Regions from separate parts of the Mus musculus genome. Here regions 2, 3, 4 and 5 are each linked to region 1. A link is a contact called in public Hi-C, HiChIP or PLAC-seq and promoter capture Hi-C data. All regions are on one chromosome and are shown on one strand. Each heading gives the region's core, a stretch centred on a gene start, on an enhancer-like site or on the middle of the called end of the contact. The rest is flanking DNA. Distances are from core to core; before and after follow the strand shown. Region 1 holds the start of Stk3 (serine/threonine kinase 3). Region 2 holds the start of Laptm4b (lysosomal-associated protein transmembrane 4B). Region 3 overlaps Vps13b (vacuolar protein sorting 13B). Region 4 overlaps Vps13b (vacuolar protein sorting 13B). Region 5 has its middle 13 kb from the start of Gm22208.

Region 1 (2,888 bases), core at 135-2,634:
AACAACTGACTTGCTTCCAGGGCCCAGAAGGATAGCCTGTCCCTTCTGGGAAACTGTCCACATCCTCCCCTTTTTTGCATCTGAACAGATGGTTTCCAGAAACCAAGGCTCACATGTCTAATCACACAATTCACAACGGTTCTCAAAGTGCCTACCTTTTTAACGATTCCACCTCATGAGTCTAACACCTTACATCTAAATATCTCTAGATATTAGAGCACATGAAGACTTTAATCTTCACTATAGCACTCTCTTAGACAGTTTTGTAAATTATAAATGAAAGTGAGGTTAAATGTTTTACCCAGCGTCAAACAATTATTTTATTCATTCATGGAGAACAGGGAGAAGACATTATGAACGTTTATCAATGGACATTTAGTTTCCTAAGATGATTGAAATGATTAGTTCAAACATATTGTACACAGATGCATCCAATATGTCCATGATTAAACATAAACAATATATAGCATACCAAAGTATCACTGTTTTTATGTGCAAAACTATATGGGGGAGAGGTTCTAAGTTAACATTCCATCTATCTTGGATCCATAAATTCTTTAGAACTTTGGGGGGAGGGGGGAAACACCTGTCATTGCTGCACATCCATAATGTTTTACATTCTGCGTGGCTATTAATATACTTAATTCCTTAAACTGTAAATAAGCGATCTGTCTTCACAAAGTGAATGGTTATATTATTAAGAAGACTTGATCGAGAGAGAGAGAGAGAGAGAGAGAGAGAGAGAGAGTGTGAGAGAGAGAGAGAGAGAGAGAGAGAGAGAGAATAAGAGAAGCGTGCATTGATGTCCTTATCTCCAGGTTTCTGGAATTTACTACTCAAACCCTCCTAGCCACCAGAAGGGCCGGGAACCCAGCGAGGGCCACTCAATTTGCGGCGCACCAGGCCCTCAAGACGTCGGCACGGAGACTCGGCGTCCCCTCTGGGTCCCTGGCCTCGCAGAGGGACGGAGCCGAACGGTGGGCGCCTGGACCAGGCTGCGCTCAGCGCCGAGCAGGCGGGGACAGGGTCGCGGCGGCAGGCCGGGCCTAGTAGCCCCCGCCCCGCGCCGCTGCTTCCGTCCTCATCCCGCTCCCGCCGTCGTTACCTCTTGGACGCCGGCGGCTGCTCCATGGCGGCCGGTGGCAGAAAGAAGGGCCGAATGGACCGTGAAGGCCGTAGGGAGGAAAGGAGCCCGGGAGCAGCCGGCCGAACGCAAGGGATCACACCGGGAAACTCGAACCAACTTTCACGTAACTCCGCGGCGGATCTCCCTCCCGCTCCTCAACGCGGTTCCTCCCGGCCGCCCCGCCCCGCCCCTCGGCCGTGGCCTGCAGCTCCGAGCTGGTGGGAAGAGGCCGGCGCAGCGAGGGTGGGCGGGACGGAGCGCGGACAGGGAGGGTGGGCGGAGCGTGTCCCGGGAAAGTGGGCGGAACCTAGCGCGGTCCAGAAGAGTGGGCGGGCCCTAGCTCAGCCAGGGATAGTGAACAGGATGCGCCCTGGAAGGCGGGCGGGCCTTAGCAGGGCTAGGGAGGGTGGGCGGAGCGCAGCCCGGGAAGGGTGGGCGGGTCCAAGCGCTGGTGAGAGTAGTGGAGAAAGGCCACCAAAAGGAGTGCCCAGCTCAGAAAGAAGATGTCTTGCTACCAGAGTGAGACTTTGGCAACCCAAAAGCTACTGTGCTGGTGGAGGGGTGCTAGTCCACTAGAGATTTGACTCATTTCTCAGGATTCCCCAAGAATACATGCCAATCATCTTGTAAATCTGTTTGAAGTAAAACTGCCCTCACTTCCCTCTCTTGTCCTGTTTATAATTATTAGTTATTATTAGCTACGTTCCCCTGCCCCCCAAGCCAATTGGCATTTGTAACTATAGTAGTTGGGATACTTCTGGAAATTCTGGTTGATTTTGATTGTATACAAGCATAATAATTACAGTCCAATGACAGAAAATATTTACTGCAGTGATCTCTTGGTGCACAAATTTAGAACACCAGAGTCTTGCTGGATGCCCTGTTGGGTAACATGGAAAGCCCATGACTAGTTATAGTGCTTGGAAAAAGATACTAAAGGAATATCTTTCTTTTTTTCTTGGGTCCCCGACCCCGACAGCCCTAACCCCCATTGAACTTGACCCCTTACACATTCATTTGTCTACTATTTAACCATAAAATACACACACACATCTTCTCACAACTATACAAATGAGTTTGCTTATTTTTTTTTCTAGAATATTCTTTAAAACGAATTGGGCAAAGTTTTCTTAGAGGTTGGAGCCATGTGTATGAAGTCAATATTAGTCAAAATGAGTATCAACTGAAACTAAATAAGACACACACCTTGATATCTATTTCATCTACTCAGGACAATAGGAACAATAACAAAAACTAAGTGATTAAAATGTCAATACTGGGCCATGAGGGGGTTCTGTAAGCAAAGGCACTTGCCACACAATCCTGATGAGTCTACAAGTGTAAAGAGAGAACAGACTTTACAAAGTTGTCCTTGGCTTACACACACACACACCCTTGCCACATCTCTCTCACACATGCACACACTTCCACACCCTCATCATGCACACACACAGTAATGCCAGCCTTTATATATATGAGTATGCTGTAATTTTCCTCAGACATACCAGAAGACGGCATCAGATCCCACTACAAATGGTTGTGAGCCGCATGTGGTTGCTGGGAATTGAACTCACATCCTCTGGAACAGAAGTCAGTGCTCTTAACCATTGAACCCCAGTACCAGCTTTTAAAATGTCAGTACTGGGAATCACCACTGAAACTCTCCTGCCCACCTCGCATTCTCCTAACTTCCACATCAACCTCATTTTTTTCCTGTTTCAGCAGAAAGCATCTTGAGAAGTTCATCTCATGATTTTTTTTC
Region 2 (2,888 bases), core at 262-2,761, 920 kb before region 1:
GAATTTTCAGAGTCTTTCAATGCAGTATTCCTCAGTCTGTATTACTATCCCTTTCCTGAATACTAATGTTTGTGGTTTTGTTCACTAATGGCTGTGGGCATAATTATATACTCTTTTTGCAACCCTGAGGATGGAGCTCAGAGCCTCCTGCATCCTGAGATAACACTCCACATGAGAGGAAAGCCCCAGCCCATAACTAACAATAGACAATCCCAGAGAGAAAATTATCTTTAATGTTACGAAGAAAAGAAACAAATACCGAGCTTTTCCAATTCCTCCCACAACAGTTATCCTGCTTGTATCTTTGCTCAAGGACCTACACGTGGTATCTCTGGGAATAGAAGCCAAGTTTAAACTAGAGTGTGGTAGATGCACGTCTTTGTGAAACTAACCAATCTTGAACCATCTTTCATCTTATTTGACATGTACTTTAATTTAAATCGAACCCATTTTAAAACTTTTTTAAATTTTTGTTGTTTTTCAAGACAGGGCTTCTCTGTATAGCTCTAGTTGTCCTGGAACTTACTCTGTAGATCAGGCTAGCCTTGAACTCAGAAATCCACCTGCCTCTGCATCCCAAGTGCTGGGATTAAAGGCATGCGCCACCACTGACCGGCCAAATTGAACCCATTTTATTTCTTGTTCTAATCCTGAAATAAAACTTTCACATGGTCTCTTTTTTTCCCTTCCTTCCTTTCCTTCCTTCCTTTCTTCCTTCCTTCTTTCCTTTCCTGAAACAGGGTTTCTCTGTGCAGTTTTGGCTGTCCTGGAACTTGCTCTACAGACTAGGATGGCTGTCCTGGAACTTGCTCTATAGACTAGGATGGCTGTCCTGGAACTTGCTCTATAGACTAGACTGGCTGTCCTGGAACTTGCTCTATAGACGCTGGCCTGCCTCTGTCTCCTGACTGCTGAGATTTAAAGCGTGCACCACCACCAATGCCCGGCTTCACACGAACTTTTAATTTAAGTTATCAGAGCTTCTTAGCTAGCACTGTGGTCATCAAAGGCTAAACTTGGATCCTATCCAAAACAGCAGCTGGAGGGACATCCCCCGCCCCCAGACCCTAGTCCTCTGCCTGGGCTCTTTCAACGCTGTGTATTGTGACTTGCATAGATCTTTTGGCAGTAATTGTTTTTTTGTTTTTGTTTTACTAGAACTTCAGTCATTATTAAAAATGCCACGGAAGCACAGTGAGGATGCCCTTGACACACATTCTATTTTCTGGGAAAAGATTGCTACTAAAGTAATTGAGCTGGGAAGCTGAGATAAATTGCTCTCTGCGGGTTCCGCAGTGGTTCAAAGTACCGCAGTTGACTGGAATAATCATTCTAAGCAGTTTTCCTTCCTTCCGCCAGTTTGCAAGATAACTACAATCCTAGCACAGCATTCACCGGTTATTTGCAAGCTAGATGTGAGGCAAACACAGCTGGAATGAATCTGAATCCTAACCAAAGGTGCACCCCATTTCCGGAGGAAAATTCTGGAGACTCCCTCAGGGTCCAGCAAGGAAGCATTTATTTGGCGCAGCGCTCCCAGCGCCCGCAGCTGGCTGGAGCCGGTGGTGACATCACGAGCCCGGGCAGGCCACGTGACCCACGGCTTCTCCTCCCCCCTGCCTCCTAGCGTCGCCGCGGTCTTCGAGCCCAGTGTCCCGTCGCAGCGGCCACTCGGAGCTCTCGGTACAGTGCAGAGCCAAGGGTCGGGCGAGCGGTCCGAGGGTCGGGGCGGCCAAGGAGAGGGGCAGGAGCAGCGGACCCAAGACGAAGCGAGCGACGCTCTCACAAACTTCCACGAGCGCCGGAGCTATGAAGATGGTCGCTCCCTGGACTCGGTTCTACTCCCACAGCTGCTGTTTGTGCTGCCATGTCCGCACCGGCACCATCCTGCTGGGCGTCTGGTACCTGGTGAGCGCGCCCTGGCGTCGAGGGAGCCCCCGGGGTCCCCACGCGCGCCGCTCACCCCGCGCCACTAAGTCGCTTCTAGGTCGGCGTCGGTCTGGGGGCCGCCCGCGATCATCCGCCTAAAGTTGTATTATTAGAAAGTTAATTCTCGGGGAGAGCCGGGCTGCAGTGGCGGGGGCATGTGGGGCCGGGCGGGGGGGGGTGGGGCACCGGGCCCTGCGAGGTGCGGGCCGGGCATGTTCACCCCCGGGACGCACCACGGCTACACAGCGTTCGCCCTCGCGAGTTCGCGTCCGAGCAGAAACGGTTGGGAAATTCTTGTTCCTCTCGAGAGGATTTTCCTGCGTACGCCTGTTTAAAGCTCTTACACAGGGAAGGTACCCAAGTGTGCCTGTGTTCCAGTTGGCTTGGAGAAGCCATCTTAACAACCACTCAGGTTCCTGCCCGAGGACAGGTGATCCCTCTGAATAGGCACGGCGGGCAAATTTAGTTTTCTTTAAAAATGGCCTTCAGGTTGGCGCTCACATTTGTGTCAAGAACAAACATGTGATTCTCTGGGGCAGCGAGTTAGCTTGATGGATTCTTGCCCTGTGGCGCTGGCTGCCCTTGGTTGGTGGTTGGCAGCCTTGGACTGAGTCGGATTCCTCAATATTTTGGATTTTGTGACATCATTTTAGAGAGATCCGAGCTACTTGCTGCAGAACAACGAAATGTAGTTGAAAGTGGTAGTTAAGTGGCATATAAAACTTTTTAGTTAGAACATATTCTTAGCTCCCTTTGATAGTTTAAAAAGATATTCAGTATTGAATTGTAAACTGCCTTGTGCCATTTTAAACAATGCATTCCCCTTCCACGTGATGTTACAGTTCTATTTATAGTCTCAAGTTTTCTTTAGTTGGGTCCATTATGGCCGCATAATAGAATTTTTTAGTCTTAAAAGCTTTCCAACAGACCTTTGGTATATGTGGGTTCTGGCTGTTCAG
Region 3 (2,888 bases), core at 264-2,763, 760 kb after region 1:
TGTATCCATACAGCTCTGACCCCCAGCAGCTCAGTGGTCAGGCACACTTGCAGGGTGATGGTGGCACTGTTGGCCTTGTGCTTGGGGGATTCCATGAGCAGTGCCTTGGCCCCACGTGGCTCTTCATTTGTCAGTCCTAATGACTGACAGCCATGTTGTCACCCTAATGCTCCAGAAAAGGGCTCAACATTTATGCCAGTCCTATGCTCTCTACTTTAGGAAGCTCTCTGCTTTGATAGTGACCTGGGGACTTGGCCTCCCTCTTCGGTTGGTGACTTAACTGAGGATCTCTGTCACAGAGACTTGCTATTGAGAGAGGGAACAGTTCCCATCCTTTGCCTTACCTCACAGCCTTCCCAATAAAAAGGCCACAGTACTGAGTTTGGCATAAAGATTCCTAAAGGAAGTTGCTTTTTCAGATCTCTCCTCTCCCTGCCCCTGGTCTTTGCCTGCCCCTGGAGTCCTCTGGGCTTACAAGCCCTCAGTCCCCACCCCAGGCGGAAGGGAAAAGGCAGAAGGCTGTGAGCAAGCCACTGGAGCAGGCCAGCTCCTGGCAAGTCTGAATTTAAATAGGAAAGCAGACCCAAAGCCACGCTCCTGGGACATGGGTGGGGGAGCACTTCCCTCTCGCTAACCTAATCAGTGTGTCCCTGTCACCGATGTTTACACAGCCCAATAGGGTTGAAGGAGAGACATTTGTTTGGCTCTAGCTCCACTCTAAGAGAAGTACTCAGCTTGATAGGATTGTGAAAGATTAAAAAGAACCCTCCATCCTTGTCAAAGCTTGCATCCCTTTTGCAATACCCTATTTTAGCATCTGGCTTCTCACCACCAGGCAGCTGCTGCTGCTGCTGCTGCTGCTGCTGCTGCTGCTGCTGCCGCCGCCGCCCTGACAGATAGGGAGAAACATCTCAGTCTGTGAGCACCTGCAGCCCAGAGTGCCTGACTGAGCTGGAGGTGTTCTCTGCACATGGCTCCCTTTACAGGAGTACAGGAGGCTTGGGCACAGAAGTCATATTAAAGCCATTTGCAAGGCTGCCAGAGGAACACTGTGATTTATAAAGTATGAAAGTTCACCATTTATGAATTCACAGATATGATTTCCCATATTTTGCTCCAAAGAAGCTTATGGGTGTCATACACCCTTCGTTCTAGTGTGGAAAGGGAATTTTAGAGAAAGCAGGCCACTTTTCATGAGTGTTGAAAGTGCTGAACTCAAGGTCTCAATAACCCCTTCCCTTTGTGTTGCAGGCTGGGTGGTGGGGTCTCTGGAAATCCTCGGCAGCCCCGCCAGCTTAGTGAGAAGCATTGGGAATGGGATCTCGGACTTCTTCAGGCTTCCATATGAGGGATTGACCCGAGGCCCAGGAGCCTTCGTGAGCGGAGTCTCCAGAGGGACCACATCATTCGTCAAGCACATTTCCAAAGGTAGCGGGTGCCGGTCCTTGCAGGGCCTTGTCTTGTGTTTCAAGCGTTCATGCTGTTCAGTTTGCTCACCCAGCCTGCAGCTTCTGTTGTGTTAACTTGCTGTGAAATGCTGGGATGATAGCAAAGCTCATGTTTTAAACAAATCACTGCTTGCCTGTAGTGTTTAAAAATGTTTCAGAAACGTTCTCATTGAGAAAACACAAACTGGCTCCACTGTTATTCTATACAATAAATATAGAAATACTGACAGTGTTTGTGACCTCTGCTAAGCAGCAGGGCTCCCACACCAGTTGCCTCATCATGTTTCTAAAATGCAGATACAGTTGTCATAGCTGTCTAAGGACATGGACTCATTGTAGTGGGGAAGCTGACTGCTAAGCCAGCTTTACTCCCACTCCCTACATCCACAGTGCCATCTTGTGGTCCAGACAGGTCATCAGGCATGGAGGCTAAACTGCTTCCCACCAGGAGAATGTTTTCATTTCATCCAGTGTTTGCTCGATATTTTGGTCAGGTTGGCAGTGACCAGGGAACTAACAAGGGCCATCTGAGTCCCCTTTTCTTCTCAGCGGGAGGCAGAGAAAACAGGGCAAAGGCCTTCTTGCCCATAAAAGGCATTTTACTGTAGACAATACCATAACTCTGTTATGAGTGGGCAGGTTACTGAAGACTCTAGAAGACCTCAAAAGAAGACTTAGGCTTGAAATATGAGACTCCATGATCCATAGTGAGGGTGGGGGCTCCTGGTGGGGGGTTGGCAAGAGAGCAGCCAGAGTAATAAAAACAAATTCCATGGACAATGAAAGGGAGCCTCCCCCAGCCCCAGATCCCGGGAGGCCTGGGAGCGGACTAGAAACTCACAGATGTGTGCCTGGTGGGCTTCTCAGTCCTGCCATGGGTCCTCTGAGGTTCTGGTGTTTGTGTTTTACAATAGGACAGCAAACACCTGTTAAACTGTAGCTCAGCTTATTTAGCATCCTGACTGCTTCTTACATTTGTTCTCCCATCTTAGCAAAATCGGGGGGGGGGGGGGTTGTCTGTGTGTGTGTGTGTCTGTGTGTGTGTCTGTCTGTGTTGTGTGTTCATATGTCTCTGTGTTTATATGTCTGTGTGTGTCTGTGTTCATACATCTGTGTGTGTCTGTGATTCATGTCTGTATGTGTGTCTATGTGTTCAAGTCTGTGTGTTCATCTGTCTGAGTGTGTCTGGGTATCTTATGTGTTCAGACCACAGGTAAAAATGATAGCTTCAGAAGTGGGACCTGCCATTTCTTCTCTATTGGTGTCTTCTGGTTTTGCTGCTGAGATCCATATGTACTTGCTGGAGCAGTTGGGACTGTTGGAGCATGGGAAGTTGTCTTTTTTTAGGAAAACCAAACAGAATCATTGCCTGGGTTCCTTTGTTGACTTTTCTATCAGTCAATGTCCAGATTACCAAAACTTCATAAATCTTCTATAGCA
Region 4 (2,888 bases), core at 208-2,707, 690 kb after region 1:
GGCTGAGTACCGCCAAGTACTACTTCCTAGTTCCCTGCATCATTCTAATCCCCTGCATCGTCTTGCTTCTGAATTAGGTCACCCTTTACTTCCCCCCTCTTCTCCATAAAGGGGGAGGCCTTCTGTAGATCCTGAGCCAGGAAACAGAGGTCCACTTGAGACAGGTGTCTACTCTGTTACCTCCTGCAAATTGATAAGCTACTTGGAAGTTTAGATCCTCAAGGGGATCGCTTTCTTAGCTATGCTTTTAGTTTCCTAAAACCATGGTGACTGCTTTTATGCTACAACCTGGGTGATAAAGACAGTGCAGCCGGTGATTTTGATGTCACAACTAGTAGGGACTCATTAGGCTGAGAAAAAGGTATCAGCATAGAAACCTCATGCTAGTTAGATGATCCTTTACTGCTTATGGGACATATTAGCTACTGACCCATTGCTGAGTGAAACAGATACTGGAAACCTTTTCAACTAACACCAATCCTCTTAAAAACTGCAACTTGGCCTTTAAATGGGTTCTGGAGTTGATCTGTTCAGCCTCTTAACAATAGAGGGAAAGTTATGGTTTTATTTATATCTCTCCCTGGGCAGATTTACACACACACACATACACACACACACACACACACACACACACACACACACACACACACACACACGCTCCCTCTCTCCCTCTTAAGGGACCCAGGATTGTAGTAACCTAAATGATCCTTACTTTCTGTAGGGTACAAACTGTGGCTTTGGTAATTGGCCTTGATTGTAGAGTTTAGAGGGCTGGGAACATGGTAATTCTAGCCTCTGGTACTCTGTTCAGAAATGTGCACAGCCCAGCACAGCACTCTTTATAGCATGTTAATTCGTTTTAAGAAATGTTAAACGTTTGTGGGATCTCATTGTTCTTTTCCTCTTCTGTGTGTATGATTTATTTTGTAGGACTATAAATCAAAACACATTCCTGGAACATATAATGTCTTTAAGATATTTTTGTTGTGCTTATCCTAAAAGTATAGAATATTCTGTATACCAGAGCTAATGACAGCAGATGCTTTAACGTTTGTGTGTTAAAACAATGGCCACTGGGCAGACAGCTGCCAAACATCTTGCAATTAATCTGATACGCACATTGGCTTTCATATTCTTTTTCTTCCAGAACAAATGCCCTGAGGTAGAAGAGTTGGTCTTCAGCCACTTTGTGATCTGTAATGACACACAGGAGACACTGCGGTTTGGCCAGGTGGATACTGATGAAAATATTCTTTTGGCGAGTCTCCACAGTCACCAGTACAGCTGGCGTTCTCATAAATCCCCACAGGTATTTGCGAATCAGTCTTACAAACAGCCATTGTTCCGATTGGGGATTTGTTTATTCTGCAGTTATGTCTGTGTGTGGTTATTTCCCTGTGTAGTGGCATCTGATGGAGACCCAGGAATGCTCACAGGCCATGCTCCCTGGTAAGCATGGGTACTGCTGGGGAAAGAGACAGGCCTGTAGAGCAGAGCTCTTGTCCTGTGCTGGACAAGCATGCTGTACTTCTGTGCTTTGCTTTTCCCAGAATGGGGGTGAACAGCCCCTGCTCTGTGTAAGGAGCTAGACTAGAGCTCGGTATGCAGTCAGCACAGGTGCTGGGCAAATAACCACTATTCAGATGTACCAGGCAGATGCTTGTCAACAGTAAAGGCAGAAAGTCACAGTCAGAATCATACAGTGACCACAATGACAAACTTTGCCCTGAGGAGCACTGAGAAAAGACACAGCAAAGGATGTCTGTTTTCCAAGTGGTATAATTCCATTCTGTCACTTTAGATGGGGATAATTAGAGAGATGTGCCCTGCAGGGATAGTCTACAGATGAATTAAATGCAAAGATGTGGTCTTAAATGAGAAAAAGAAGTCCTAGGAAGTATTCCCAAGAATAGTGTATTTCTAAAACTCTGGGTAATAAACTATTATCTGCTTGTGATTAAAAGCAAGTCATTCAATTAGAGAGCAAGTTTTCCCATGTGGTCATAGGCCAGCTTCAGAGTCTGTTCCACTTCAGACTCCACCTCCTTTCTTTTCTTGTCTGTACCTTAAGAGCTAGATTCCTGTCTTTTAGTTATCTTGAGATTTTTCACATGAAATCACCCCATTCTCATAAAATTTGAAAATGTAGATACAATGAAATATTCATTTAAATATCTTAATTTTAAATCAAATTAATCTAACAGGACATTAAAACTCTAAGCTTTTGTAATACAAATTCTCTTTTAAAAGACTTTTAATATATGTGGGAGTGAGTAGGGTAGATATGTGTACAGGTGTTCACAGATGCTAAAGTGTAGGAGCCCTGGAGATGAGCTGCCTGACAGAGATGCTGGGAACCAAACCAATGAACCGTCTCTCCAGTACCTTTTAGTACAAATTCTTTTAAAAGCTTCTCACACAATATGATACTGCATTCATAATTTTACCCTAGATCATATATATTTTCCAATTTTTGTGCAACTTTTCCATGTTAGAGTTTTCATTTGCCCTGTGTGACGTGAGGATGTTACATTTGTTTCTTTGTCTCATTCTATTTGTTTCTTTTGTTGTTTTTTTTAATTAGTCACAAAAGTAGAGGCATACACACACACACAAGGCCTGCACCAGGCAAGCCCAACCATAGTAGCACTAGCTGTATAGCCTTCCATGGTCACTGCATCCCAGCAATGCACTATCAGTGGCAAGAAATACGCATCCAAGTAACTACAATACCACGTGGCTGTACACTCTAGTAGCCACACACAGCCAGCTACAGGCTCAACCTACAAAGCAAAACAGAAAGACACTTAGTCCCCTGCAGAGTCAGCACCAGGATTCCTGGAGCTCATCTGGAAAGGCTGATCCTAAGAGATGGCTCAGGACTATGG
Region 5 (2,888 bases), core at 115-2,614, 610 kb before region 1:
TTTAGCTCCTTGGGTACTTTTTCTAGCTCCTCCATTGGGGGCCCTGTGATCCATCCAATAGCTGATTGTGAGCATCCACTTCTGTGTTTGCTAAAAATAGGTTTTAAGAGAACAGCTGAAGGCAGAAAAAAACCAGAAGAAGACACATAACACGAAAAGACAGTGAACTAGGAGACCTGTGACATGGACAAGACAGTGAACTAGGAGACATGAACATGGAAGAGACACTGAATGGGAGATGTGTGACATGGAAGAGATAGTGAACTAGGAGACATGTGATTCAGAAGAGACAATGAAGTACAGGCCACTGAGGAACGCTGGAAGCCCCCAGTTTGTTCTTCAAGGTATGGTTGAAGGGAATGTTTTTATTGCAGCTATGATGGAGCCTCCAGCCAGAGGCATCTGGAAGAGTCCAGAGCAAGTAAACAAAGTAGTAGACTGAGCAAGGCTAGCAGATTGGATTGGAGGGGTTTAGAGTGAGTGAGCAAGAGAGAGAGAGAGAGAGAGAGAGAGAGAGAGAGAGAGAGAGAGAGAGAGAGAGAGGAGTCAGAGTGTGTGCAGGGTTATGGAAATGAGAGGATGGGGGAGGGAATCTTGTGAGCTGGAGAAGTTTAGGGTAGGGGTCAGGAAGAGCCTGGATGCTAGCTCAGACTCTGTAATAGGTATTTGCAATGCTGAGAGAGCCCAGAGGCCAGCAGGAGTTTTGGTGTGCTAATAGGCACCACACATAGCCATTTGTCCTTCGGTCAGATAAAGAAGTGGCTCCTTTGGTAGAGGAAATTAGGGCACCAGAATTTGGGAGAGTGGAGTTTTCTTTGGACCTGGCATTTTCAGCCTTTTTGTTGATGATAAGGTTCAACGTAATCGCTTATGTAACTGCTTCTTAGGTGATATTAGGGTATGGCGAGGCAGGGTCTGTCTGTCAAATGGCCTGTGTCCTCATGCTTGGGAGGCAGGCAGTTTACTGAGTGGGTTGTCTTTCCCACCCTCCAGCCTAGAGTCTGCAACCTTTGTTGAGTACATCCCTATAACTTCCCCAGGCACTGAGACAGAACTGCCCAGCCAAACTGACCCTCGCTTTCTGACCCACGGAAATGATACAGGCTGATTATGATTGTTGTTCAGGGTTTTACAGTTTGGGGTGATTGGTTACACATAGTGACTTAACTAGTACAGGCAGGGACTTAGGTAGAATTACAGCTGCGCACCCTGGGAGAGCCACAGGGTCTGAGTGTTTGTGCTCCATGCTGCTTCCAGTCCTGCCCCTTTGGCAGCATCGACATTGGCTCCCCATTCCCCATGCCTGGTGTCCCAAGCACTTCCTGGCACCTGCCCCAGCACTGGGTAGGCACAGCAGCCAAGCAGCTCTGCTTGCTCTTAGCACTCTTTCTTGGCTCTCAGGCCCAGCTGGTTTGGGTCTGGACCATAAGGTCACAGATGACTTTCCTCCTCTCAGGAGCTTCTTCATGACGAGGATTTTTTTTTTTTTTTTTTTTTTTTTTTTTTTTGGCCAGGGAAGGACTGAGAGAGAGAGAGACTTTTCTGGCTGGGTGTTAAAGAAAAATGTCTTTTATTTTATTCAATTATTTTATTTTGTGCTTATGTGCAGAATGTTTTGCCTGTATGCATTTATGTGCTCCACATGCATTCCTGGTGTCTTTGGAGGCCATTAAGAGGGGAAGGGATTCCCCTGGGACTGGAGTCATAGATGATTGTGAACTGTGAGATGCCATGTGGGTGACTGGATTGAACCCAAGTCCTCTGGAAGAGTAGACAGTGCTCTTAACAGCTGAGCCACCTCGCTCCCCCACATCAGACTTCAAATCTTTTGAAAAATGTGTTGTTCTTACACTAATCTATGCAAAGAGACCTATTCAACCAGATAGTAAGAGTCTCAAGGGCAGAGATTGTATCTTTTCTATTAATCAATTCAATTAATTAACCATCCATCTATCTACTTGACTATTCTTTCTTTAAATTAGGTATTTTCTTTATTTACATTTCAAATGTTATCCCTTTCCTAGTTTCCCCTCCAAAAACCCCCTCTCCCCTACCCCTCCCTCTGCTCCTTAACACACCCACTCCCATTTTTTGGCCCTGGCATTCCCATATATTGGGGCATAGAAACTTCACAGGACCAAGGGCCTCTCTTCCCATTGATGACCAACTAGGCCATCCTCTGCTACATATACAGCTGGAGCCATGAGTCCCACCATGTGTTTTCTTTGGTTGATGGTTTAGTCCCCTGGGAGCTTTGGGTGTACTGGTTAGTTCATATTGTTGTTCTTCCTATGGGACTGCAAACCCCTTCAACTCCTTGGGTACTTTCTCTAGCTCCTTCATTATGGACCCTGTGCTCTGTTCAATGGTTGGCTGTGAGCATCCACTTCTGTATTTGTCAGGCACTTGCAGAGCCTCTCAGGAGACAGCTTTATCAGGCTCCTGTCAGCAAGCTCTTGTTGGCATCCAAAATAGCGTCTGGGTTTGGTGGTTGTTTATGGGATGGATCCCCAGGTGAGGAAGTCTCTGGATGGTCATTCCTTTAGTCTCTGCTCTGATTTTGTTCCCCCTTCTAAGAAGGATCAAATTATCCACACTTTGGTCTTCCTTCTTGTTGAGTTTCATGTGTTTTTCGAATTGTATCTTGGCTATTCTGAGCTTCTGGGCTAATATCCACTTATCAGTGAGTGCATATCACGTGTGTTCTTTTGTGATTGGGTTACCTCACTTAGGATGCTATCCTCCATGTCCATCCATTTGCCTAGGAATTTCATAAATTCATTGTTTTTAACAGCTGAGTAGTACTCCATTGTGTAAATGTACCACATTTTCTGTATCCATTCCTCTGTTGAGGGACATCTGGGTTCTTTCCAGCTTCTGGCTATTAT

What was found. Promoter capture Hi-C pulls out the DNA fragments that hold promoters and counts their contacts. A called contact is a pair of places that touch in the nucleus more often than the background predicts. HiChIP or PLAC-seq counts read pairs in DNA pulled down with a chosen protein or histone mark.
Region 2: a contact with region 1 is called in an H3K27ac HiChIP or PLAC-seq map of microglia, with 5 times the contacts expected there. The contact joins the promoter of Laptm4b here to the promoter of Stk3 in region 1. A contact is called at or near these places in 2 of 115 datasets of contacts at active chromatin or transcription factors (astrocytes and microglia).
Region 3: a promoter capture Hi-C map of hippocampal neurons shows a contact between it and region 1, with 4 times the contacts expected there. The contact joins the enhancer-like site here to the promoter of Stk3 in region 1. A contact is called at or near these places in 9 of 39 promoter capture datasets (the 3T3-L1 cell line, 3T3-L1-derived adipocytes, cranial neural crest and 5 more), 1 of 484 Hi-C or Micro-C datasets (uterus), 11 of 115 datasets of contacts at active chromatin or transcription factors (the NIH/3T3 cell line, acute myeloid leukemia, astrocytes and 8 more) and 1 of 9 other capture datasets (embryonic stem cells).
Region 4: a promoter capture Hi-C map of hippocampal neurons shows a contact between it and region 1, with 2.3 times the contacts expected there. The contact joins the enhancer-like site here to the promoter of Stk3 in region 1. A contact is called at or near these places in 3 of 39 promoter capture datasets (cranial neural crest, hippocampal neurons and pre-B cells) and 1 of 115 datasets of contacts at active chromatin or transcription factors (astrocytes).
Region 5: a contact with region 1 is called in a Hi-C map of cerebral cortex, with 4 times the contacts expected there. The contact joins the enhancer-like site here to the promoter of Stk3 in region 1. A contact is called at or near these places in 5 of 39 promoter capture datasets (the 3T3-L1 cell line, the C10 cell line, hippocampal neurons and 1 more), 2 of 484 Hi-C or Micro-C datasets (cerebral cortex and cortical neurons), 7 of 115 datasets of contacts at active chromatin or transcription factors (astrocytes, craniofacial prominence, embryonic limb bud and 4 more) and 1 of 9 other capture datasets (embryonic stem cells).

What each region holds. Positions count from the first base shown.
Region 1 is chr15:35,154,422-35,157,309 of GRCm38.p6, forward strand. Stk3 (serine/threonine kinase 3) reads right to left here and starts at 1,385. Exons shown (of 11, transcript NM_019635.2): 1 at 1,106-1,385. The coding sequence starts at 1,131.
Region 2 is chr15:34,236,515-34,239,402 of GRCm38.p6, forward strand. It overlaps Laptm4b (lysosomal-associated protein transmembrane 4B), which reads left to right and starts at 1,512. Exons shown (of 7, transcript NM_033521.3): 1 at 1,512-1,908. The coding sequence starts at 1,810.
Region 3 is chr15:35,913,523-35,916,410 of GRCm38.p6, forward strand. It overlaps Vps13b (vacuolar protein sorting 13B), which reads left to right. Exons shown (of 62, transcript NM_177151.4): 57 at 1,252-1,428. Among named protein-coding and RNA genes, the nearest start is that of Cox6c, 23 kb to the right of the region's middle. Within about 2 kb of position 1,514, at least 52 of the 459 cell types and tissues checked have an H3K27ac peak or open chromatin away from gene starts, as enhancers often do. A contact at or near this core is called in hippocampal neurons and uterus, where this site is marked.
Region 4 is chr15:35,845,699-35,848,586 of GRCm38.p6, forward strand. Vps13b (vacuolar protein sorting 13B) reads left to right here. Exons shown (of 62, transcript NM_177151.4): 43 at 1,148-1,309. Among named protein-coding and RNA genes, the nearest start is that of Gm41292, 40 kb to the right of the region's middle. Within about 2 kb of position 1,458, at least 21 of the 459 cell types and tissues checked have an H3K27ac peak or open chromatin away from gene starts, as enhancers often do.
Region 5 is chr15:34,543,602-34,546,489 of GRCm38.p6, forward strand. No RefSeq gene overlaps it. Among named protein-coding and RNA genes, the nearest start is that of Gm22208, 13 kb to the left of the region's middle. Within about 2 kb of position 1,365, at least 5 of the 459 cell types and tissues checked have an H3K27ac peak or open chromatin away from gene starts, as enhancers often do. A contact at or near this core is called in cerebral cortex, where this site is marked.